2 separate regions of the Mus musculus genome follow, and region 1 is linked to region 2. Evidence: chromatin contacts called from public promoter capture Hi-C data. All regions are on one chromosome and are shown on one strand. The core of a region is the stretch at or near the end of the contact, and the rest is flanking DNA. Distances in the headings are between cores, read along the strand shown.

Evidence for each region. Promoter capture Hi-C pulls out the DNA fragments that hold promoters and counts their contacts.
Region 1: a promoter capture Hi-C map of embryonic stem cells shows a contact between it and region 2, with 7 times the contacts expected there. The contact joins the promoter of Adgrf1 here to the enhancer-like site in region 2. A contact is called at or near these places in 3 of 39 promoter capture datasets (embryonic stem cells and stem cell-derived epiblast-like cells), 3 of 15 datasets of contacts at CTCF or cohesin (embryonic stem cells and large pre-B cells), 3 of 484 Hi-C or Micro-C datasets (ECoMG myeloid progenitors, bone marrow-derived macrophages and embryonic stem cells), 3 of 115 datasets of contacts at active chromatin or transcription factors (embryonic stem cells, large pre-B cells and stem cell-derived neural progenitor cells) and 3 of 9 other capture datasets (adipose tissue, liver and macrophages).

Annotation. Positions count from the first base shown.
Region 1 is chr17:43,268,529-43,273,252 of GRCm38.p6, reverse strand. Adgrf1 (adhesion G protein-coupled receptor F1) reads right to left here and starts at 2,906. Exons shown (of 16, transcript NM_133776.2): 1 at 2,769-2,906.
Region 2 is chr17:42,997,911-43,002,681 of GRCm38.p6, reverse strand. No RefSeq gene overlaps it. Among named protein-coding and RNA genes, the nearest start is that of Tnfrsf21, 16 kb to the left of the region's middle. Within about 2 kb of position 2,686, at least 11 of the 459 cell types and tissues checked have an H3K27ac peak or open chromatin away from gene starts, as enhancers often do.

The sequences.
Region 1 (4,724 bases), core at 1,657-4,156, 270 kb before region 2:
GCCAGACTGGGCATGCTCGAGAGGATGCTTGAGGCTGTCATGGTATGGATCATTCACTTTAACCTACCACATTCCAAAATGATCTTTACAGCCATGAAGACCATATATCTACCCAGTAAAGAACTATGGCCTTCACACCACGCAATGACTACTTCTCTAGGGAGGTAGCCAAAGCAAAAGTCTAAGACATTTGGGACAGTTTCCTCTTCGTAGCTGTAGGTAAAGCCCTGTGTGAAGTTAAGGAAGTTAAGAGAGCTATGAAAGCTATTTTGATCCTTGCAAATATATAGGGTGGTTCCCACAGTGCATGGTTTTGCAAGGTGTGGCTTTAAGTAGAAATGTGAATTGGGTGACATTTGTCCTGCAGGTGCCACCCCTCTACTGTCTGGATTCCTTACCTTGTGATACCTTCTGCTGCCATGACCTTAGATACCCTGTATCCTTTTGATTATTCTATTTCTTCTTATTCACAACCAAAAAGCTTACACCAATCACTGCTAGGCACGTAGTCACCCATCTATAATCTCAATACTTAGGAGGCAGAGGCAGAAGACTCTAAGGCCAGCCTGGACTGCATAGAGAGACCCTGTCTCAAAAATAGATCCATAGATGGATAGGTAGGTAGGTAGGTAGGTAGGTAGGTAGATACATGCATACATACATACATACATACATGCATACATACATACCATTTTCACATGTCCTGGCTTAAATGAATATTTGCATTTATTTCTCTTGTCTGTGAGTGTATCTGCAGTGTTTGAATTGAGGTGTAAAGGAGGGAAGAAGATAGATAATAGCATGCACACATGCACATATGCAAGCATGCATACATGCACACATGCACTCACATACTATTCTGGAGCCTAGCAAGGGAAGTTTCCAGAGTAGCAGTGCTGACACTGCTTTTAAGACATCTAGTGCCTTCTAGAAGAAGTAAGACATATATGCCTTCCGGGTAAATATCACACCAGTTTTGTGAGTGTACACAACGAGTCTACAGGGCTCAGCACACAGACATCTTCCTGCCGTTAATCTTAGTCCTCATGGTTAGTGAATCATAAAGCAAGCCGCTCCTCTTATAAGTCAAGCCAAGCAACGTATTCAAGCCTTCATTCCCTGCCTGGCCATCCTTGTCAGAGAGATAGGCTTTAATTTTGGTTACGGCTGGGTGATTAGTAGAGATTTTATAATGAAATTAGAGAGAATTTAACCCAAGGCTCTACCAGCTTAACAATCTTGATTGATTATAGAAGGTTGTTGTATATATGTTTGCTGTTTTCTATAATCTCTGTGTCTGACGGTCTGTCTGTCTCTCTGTCTGTCTGTCTGTCTCTCTCTCTCTGTGCGTGTATGTGTGTGTGTGTAAGGAAATGGATGTGGTGCATATATGTGAGTGTGTCTCTGTGTGTGTGTGTGTGTATGTGAGTGTGTGTCTGTACTGACTCTATTCCAAGTACCACATAAATATAAGTTTATCTTAATAGAAATTGCCATGGAAAAGCCAAGGTCACTTCTCTAAATCCCCTCCCACCTTGACCTGTCTATTCATAATTGTTATTATTATTACCATCATCATCGTCGTCGTCTTCATCGTCAATCATGTGTTTTTGCCTGCACATGTATGATGCAAGGGGCATGAGAATGCCATGTAGATGTGTGGAGGTCAGAGGACAACTTTATAGAGGAATCCAACTCCCACCATATACCTGAGCGATCTCACTTTATCTGCTGAGCCTCTCAGCCAGTGCCTTGACCTTCTGTTTATTTTTCCTTCGGTACCTTTCTACCCTTTTGTCTCTGACGTGAGGGATGAGACAAAGGGTCAGGTTCACATAAGTGCATCCCTTACTGCTGTGGTTAAGACCGGCTCGGATCTCACATAGCTCAGGCTGGCTTCAAACTCTTTGTAAAGCTGAGACTGCCCTTGAACATCTGATCCTTCCACCTCTACCCTGCAAGGGCTGGAATTCCAGGCTGTGGCACCATGCTCAGATGTAAGTGAAGATTTTTATGGAAAATAAAACCGTGACCTTTTCTAGGCCTGTGGGGTCATCTTATATTTCCTCGGGGAAGAAATAAGGGGCAACCACTGTAAAGGACAATGGCTTTTCTGAGAGTCACGAAGGGTGTTCAGTCGGGAGAAAACCTTCAGATTTATACTGGTCCGTGCAAGGTTCCAATAGACACATTCAATAGACCGCAGTGGAAATAAATTTACTTGTCTCAGACACTTAAGGTGGCACAAATTTGTGATCCCAGAACTTGGCAGAGGAGGCAGGAGGATAAGGGATTCAAAGTCAAAGCCAGCCTGGGTTACACCAGTTTGGGGCCAGCCTGCACTACATGAGACCTGTCTGGACCAAAACAACCTAATAAATAAAATCCATTTTATCTTCTCAAGCATGCACTTGAGAAACAAACAAACAAACAGCAGTTATTTTTAACAGGCTCCCTGGAGGAAGCTGTCATATGTTAGGGAGTCGAACTTCTCAGGTCCGTAGCAGTGGCCTGCCCTGTCCTGGGGAGAACCCTTGTCTTGCAGGGGGGAAAAAAAAATCTAGCATTGACATGGAGAAAAATCTCAAGTTCCACAGTTGGGGAGAAACAGAGCCCTGTTGTTTCTAACAGTTGCTTCAACGACTCCCTTCCTTGTTTATCTTTTCAGGAAATGAGATGTTGAAATCAGAATATTCCCCGTAGAGTAAAACACAGCTTAACCAACAGCGCTTGGGTCCTCAGGAATCACACAACAGCTGTTAGCTTACCTGGGACTCTGGACTTCACAGCACAGCTGAGCCTTTCTCCAATGTTCCCCAGCCACTGACACCGTTGGGAGATGCCAAGGGACGCTGGTGACCCAGGACAGGACTGGCAGCCACAGGTCCACTGATGTATCTATCACCAGCTCAGGCCAGGTTGCTGCCTCTGCTGAAAAACACTGGGACACACCCCCTGCAGAGGGAAAGCCAACAGACTTTCCTGCACTCCCTCCCGCCCACTCAGAACCAACATCAGAGCTTGTAAAACAGGCAGTCCAGAGACCAAAGACTTCCCGTTTCTGCCACCAGAGATGTGAGGCTGAGATTGACTACAAAGGGGACAAATATGCTCTTGGGCATGCAGATCAGGACCCTACAAAACATATTCCCTTAGGTGCTCCTGTCCAACCTTTCTGGACATTTTGGGGAGTCACACCCCATAAAGTTGAAGAAATGCATCCCTCCCTGCGGAAGTTCTGAGGAGAAGCAGGTGAGTTCTGTGGGAGGGTAGATAAGATCTCTTCTTTTCCAAAGGTCTTACTCAAAGCTGAAGCATCACCATACAGCTCGCCTGAGTACAGGGCCCACAGACCTCCTCATGGAAAAAAACCGTGGAGCGGACAGCAGCTAACAGGACAGCCGGGACGGGCTGAAGGTGAATGCCTTTTAATAACGATCACGTTCTATCTAAGGTTTCATCCAGCTTAGAAACTGAAGGGTGACCTCTCAATGATGACCAAGCTGACTCGTGAATTGCTTTGTGGTCAACATAACTCTCAACGTGAACAGCCTCATCTAAATTACACAGGGGGCAAAAATGTGCTATTTCTCAAAGAGGAAAATGTCCCTGAATTCAGTGAACGTCCTCGTTTTATTTTGCTTCCTTTAAGTATGCAGAGTCTACAAATGGTTCGAGGTGGTTTTACAGTACAAATTCGAGAATAGCATAGTGTTGGGTAAAAATAAAGAGCCAGGAATGTTAGCTGGGTAGGGTAGCTAATGCCTATAATCTCAGCATATGAGATGCTGAGGCAGGAGGATTGCTTTGAGTTCAAGGCCATCTGAAGCCCTAGGCTACAAGCCAGCCTGGACAGAGTGAGAATCCACCCACATATACATACATACATACATACATACATACATACATACATACATACATACACATATATACATAGATACATATATTCATACATACACACATACACGTGTGTGTGTGTGTGTGTGTGTGTGTGTGTGTGTGTGTGTGTGTACTGCCTCTGTACTGGTTCTGTTCCCAATACCACACAAACCATGGTTGTGAGCATCTGTAATCCTCACACTTAGGCAGTAGAGGCAGGAGGGTCAGAAGTTGAAGGTCCTCCTCCTTGGGTATATGATGAGTTCCAGGTTTTCCTGTGCTATACAGGAAGATCTTACCACAAAAATAAATGAATAGATAAATAGACATACAGACAAATAAACAAGGGAACGCTTAAAAGGTAATGTCAAAACCGTGCAAATGATAATCGGAGTGATTATTATGTTTTACCAACTCAAAACTTCATGCTCGGCCCAGAACTCCCTAAGATCCGTGAACAGAAGGGAAAGGCTTATCTACTGGGGTGTCCTCGTCTCCTTTTCAGAGTAAAGGAAGCCTCACCCTAGGCAGGGGAAGATTAGTGTAGGAGCAGTGAGTTTCAGGGGAGACATCCTTGTGCTTGGGGTGTATTTCCAACACGAGAGGCTACTTAATCTCTCATCAAAGCCATCAGGGTCTTGAGGCATATTCTTAACTCGACTCTTGTTTTCCACACAGCTGGACTGCTCAGTCTATATTGTAACCCTTCTCCAGCCAGTGTAGATCTGACACAATAGGAAACTTAGCAGGTAGATGGCGCCCATCTGAAAACGTCCATTATATGAGGGTGCTGGCCACTGTCTATCAGTCTTGGGGATAGGAAACTTAGAACGGAATGGAGTTAA
Region 2 (4,771 bases), core at 1,437-3,936:
ACCTCCAACATAATCCTTCTGAAGACAAACTGGATTTGTTTGCTTGTTTGTTTCCTTTCTTCCTTTCCTCTTTCCCTTGCCTCTTTCTGCCCTTTCTTCAGCTTTTGTGGTCATTGAAAGTGTTCTAAAAGTGGATTCAAAACGTTTTGCACAGTTTGTAAATTTCCTGAGACTAATTGAATTATTTCCTGACATTTCCTGGTGCATTTTGAAGGAAAGTATCAGGGAATGTGAGCAGAGTCTCACTTTGCATGGATAAGTTAAGAGCGTGTCTGTGAATCTTTCAATATGGCTGCCAAAAAGGGAAAGAAAAGTCTCTCGTGACACCCGACCCTCTGCTTCTCAGGGGTTAGCCTCACCGATTTCGAGAGTACACAGGTCCCGGCAGCTGCTCAGCAGATACCAGCTGCACAAACCAAACTGTAGCTGGATTGAAACAAGTACCCTCCACAAACTAATCAGAATGCAACGGCTTTACGTCCCTTTGAAGACCATAAGGCCCACAGACATGTCCCTTCCCTCTTGGGAGGGATGCTGATGAAAGTCCCTCAGTGTGTGTCCCCCAGCAGAGCCCACAGCTTCCCTTCCTGGGAAAGCGGGAAGCCCCTCTTTTCCCAGCGGGGGGAGGGGGGTTGTAGAGGGGACGCTTCGAAATGACGTGACCATAAATTCATTCACATGGCTTAACAGTTTGATTCTAAGTGTAATATCACCCATCTGTCGTTAAAACGAACTGTTTCCAGATTGAGAAGAGAGGGATGAAACCAACCCTTTTTGTAGAATTGAAAGTTGAAGTCACATAGACATGGAGTACGTCCTCTAAGAGCGGGGCTGCTACATGATCTGGGCAAAAGCGAGATTCTCTCCCCTTTGCATCTGTTGCTTTTCTCTTTGAGGTATTTTACGTGAAAAGTGGGGCTTGCTCGCTCCTTGTTGGTTTGGCAGCCCATTGGCAATAGATGGCGAGGCCCTTGTTTCCAGAGCTGAGATACAGAACACACACGCTCCACACCTGGCTTTTGGATGCGTTCTGGGGCTCCAAACTCAGGGCTTCCTGCTTGCAACTGCGTCATCTCGGCAGCCCTGAAATGTTTTAAATGATTTTCCTTTTATAAATTATTTGTCTCTCCCCCTCCCCCTCCCTCCTTCCCCTGCCCCCTCCCTTCAGCCACTCTCTGTTTCTCTCTCTTTGTCTCTTTGTCTCTTTGTCTGTCTCTCTGTCTCTCTGTCTCTGTCTCTGTCTCTCTCTCTCTCTCTCTCTCTCTCTCTGTGTGTGTGTGTGTGTGTGTGTGTGTGTGTGTGTGTGTACACGCTTCTCAGCTGTGTATGTGGATTCAGGGATGCTCGTGTCATGACACATGAACAGAAGTCAGAGGACCACTTGAGGTGTCTGCCTTTTTGAGGCAGGGTCTCTTGTTTCTCTAATTCGGGCAGCTTTTTGGAGACTCTCTTCTCTCACCCTTCTCTCTTTCCACAGGCTCACCAGACCTGCAGCTGCAAACACTGCTGAGCCCAGCTTCGCGTGGCTCTGGAACTCTGAGCTCAGCTCCTCAGTTTTCCACTCCCAGATTCAGAGGAGGAGGAATCTGAGGGTTTTCCTTCATCCTTCGTGTCACGTGATCGTTTTCCCTTAGCTTGGTGATAACCGGATCACTAGGTTAGGAAGCGTCTCAAAGAAACCCTTATGAAAAAGCTTAAGATTTCTGGGCTCTCCGCTGGCCACATAAGAAGAGATGTTCTTGCTGAGACCTAACGCCCACCCCATCCTCTTTAGGCACCAGAGACGTAAGACCCCTCTGCTCTCTATTGACTCACTGCGAGGTCTGGAGGAGCTTGAGAGGAGGCGTTTCCACAGTGTCTTGTGGGATGGACCCTTATTTGCTATGGGAGGGTAACAGGGAAGCTTTCGATTAAGCAATAGATACAGACCGTGAGAGCAGTCAGACTCTGTGACTCCCTTTAGTATTTTCAGTTGCTAAGTAGGAGAAATAAACTATGATATGCATGCCTCATGGGTCTAAGTATGAGGTCAATAAACAGGAGGCCATTGCTGTAATCCTTCAACACAGAAGCAAGGGCCTTGTCAGCTGAGTAGGATTCTCCATTGACGATGGAGATGTTGTGTTGGGCTCAGATGCTCCCCTCAGATGAATATAGAAGAGTTAAAGCCAGACATACTTATTACAGTCTACCACCCTCACTGTCCAGCCAGAACACCTTGCTTCATTTTCTGGCAAAGAACTTCTTCAGGGCAGACCTCCCACACACGGCTGAGACTTTCCGGGAAGCCCACTAGTTGGGGTGTCTGAGGATTTGCTAAGAAACCTCTTTCCCTAAACAGTGTAGAGAAGAAATGAAGAGGAAAGCCAGAGGGAGAGGAGTCAGAAGAAAGGAAAGAGCACTTCCTGGTGAGATAAGACTTAATTCATGCCATGAAGAGGGATTGCAATCTGGACGGTAAATTATAGGGCTACACCTCTGAAGGCTGGGGAAATTCCAAGACGGGACAAATGGTCAGGAACAAGAGAAATCTAGGACCACGAGGAAAAATAATGTGCAGATATAGATTGAGAGCTACGTTTACTTAATTCTTACAGTGACTCAAAAACTAGATATAATCTCTCCATTTTTACTCAGGAAATTGCTGCACAGTGGAATTAAAACCACATGCAAATGCATTCAGTTAGTTAATTGAGTATAACTTTCTACCAGATGCACCTGTCTCTGGTCCCCTCACTCAGTCCACACTCTCTTGGATTTGAAGTGAGAGCTGGAGAGTTATTACGGGTTGGAGGTGGGGTAGTAATAAAGTTGGAGCCATCCCAGGCAATAGTTGGGTAAGAGAAAACATAGTTTGACCTTTGGTGTGGCAGGGTAAGCCCTGTTGTTTCATGGTTTGGGGACTGACGTAGAAAAATACTGAGATAAAAAGGAAGTCTGCTAGTACCTTCTTGATGACCCAGTGCCACAGGGTCTTACCCAGGCAGCTTTGTGGAGACAAATCAACCCAGTCCTGGAAAGTTCCAGAAGCCTCTTCATGCTTTCATGAGCAGATGGTGCCACGAGGACCACATGTCAGAACTTACAGATTTTAGCCCGCCATAGTTTTATTTTATTTTCCCTTTCATTGTGTAATTCACACAAGCCGTGACAGCTTGCCTCATTGAAACGTTCTTCTTTAAAGTCTGCCCTCCCGTGTGGTGTCTTTTTGCCTGACTGAGCTACTGGCCAGTCCAAACAAGTAAAGCTTTCAGAATACAACTCAGACCTGGATTTTACAAAAGTAATTCATTCAAACCTAGCTTTATTGGTGTGTGTGTGTGTGTGTGTGTGTGTGTGTGTGTGTGTGTGTGTGTGGTGTATGAATTTTCAAAGTCTGTCTTGACTATTTATCTCCCTGGTTCTGGTGTGACCCAATAAGATAATCCAAACTGAAAGGAGATGCAGCACCAGCTGGCTGCACTGCCCAGCCCTGTTGCTCATACATCATGGAATCCTCATCACTAAGATTCATCTCAGAAAGACTGATCATACCTCTTTGTCTGCAGCACACTGCTGACAACGCCTATGTAATCTCTCCCTCTGTGTAAGTGTATGCAGGTGCGTGTGCACATATATATGTATGCATGTAAAGGCCATAAGTTAACATGGAGTGTTTCTTTAATTTTTTTCAACTTACTTTTTTGTTGTTGGTGTGCATGTGTACGTGTGCATGCCAGTGGAGTGTATGTATGTACTGTATAAGCATGTGGAGAGGTATCCATATGTGCGTGCAAATGCCAGAGAAGGTGTTCCAGACTCTCTCACTCCTCATCTTACTTCCCTGAGACAGGTTAGCTTATTGAACCTGAAACTAAGCTGGTGGCCAGTCAGTCCCACGATCACCACCTCCAAGGAGGTGTCACAGGCATAAGTGTGTCTACACCCAGATGCTCATGCAAAGGTTGAGATATGAAGGTGCATCCTCCTATTTGTACCGCACCCACTCTGACCCACAGGGCTATCTTTCTAACCTCCTGTCTACTTGGGGAGGAAAGGGTTGACTTCAGCCTACAACTCTCAGATACACTCCATCAGTGAAGGACATCAGGGAAGGAACCTGGAGACAGGAAGGGACAACTTATCAGCTTTTGCCTCCCGATGCTTGTTCAGTCTGCTTTCTTACAGCACCCAGGACAACCCACTCACAGCATGCTGGGCTGGGCCTTCTCACAGCAGTCACTAAGAAAATTCACTACAGGCTTTCCCATGGGTCAGTCTAGTGGGGGCATTTTCACAATTGGGGGTTTCCTCTTCTCCCGTGACTCTAGCTATGTCAAGTAAAACTAAGTCAGCATACATTCCAGCTGTTTTGTTTGTTTGTTTGTTTGTTTGTTTGAGACAGTGTCTCCCTAAACCTGGAGTGCAGGGACTCAGCTGAGTCAGCTGACTAGTGCACTCCAGAGATCTGCCTGTCTCTGACTCCTCGGCTCTGAGCATGTGTTGCTCTGCCTAGCTTTTTACACGGGGACTGGGGATTTGAACTTCGATCCTCATGCTTGCTTGGCAAGCCCTTTACCAAGCCATCTCCCAGGCTCTAGATTCCCTTCTGAATGGAACTGTAATCACTGCCTCCTCCAGCCATTTTCATCTCTTCTCTTACCAGGTACCCACGCTTATTATCCTAATGCATACCATTCACCAACCACAGCTTCATTCATAAACGGATGTAACAATGAACCACAGAAACCATTATATTCACATGTTACATAACCTTTAATATGCTATCATC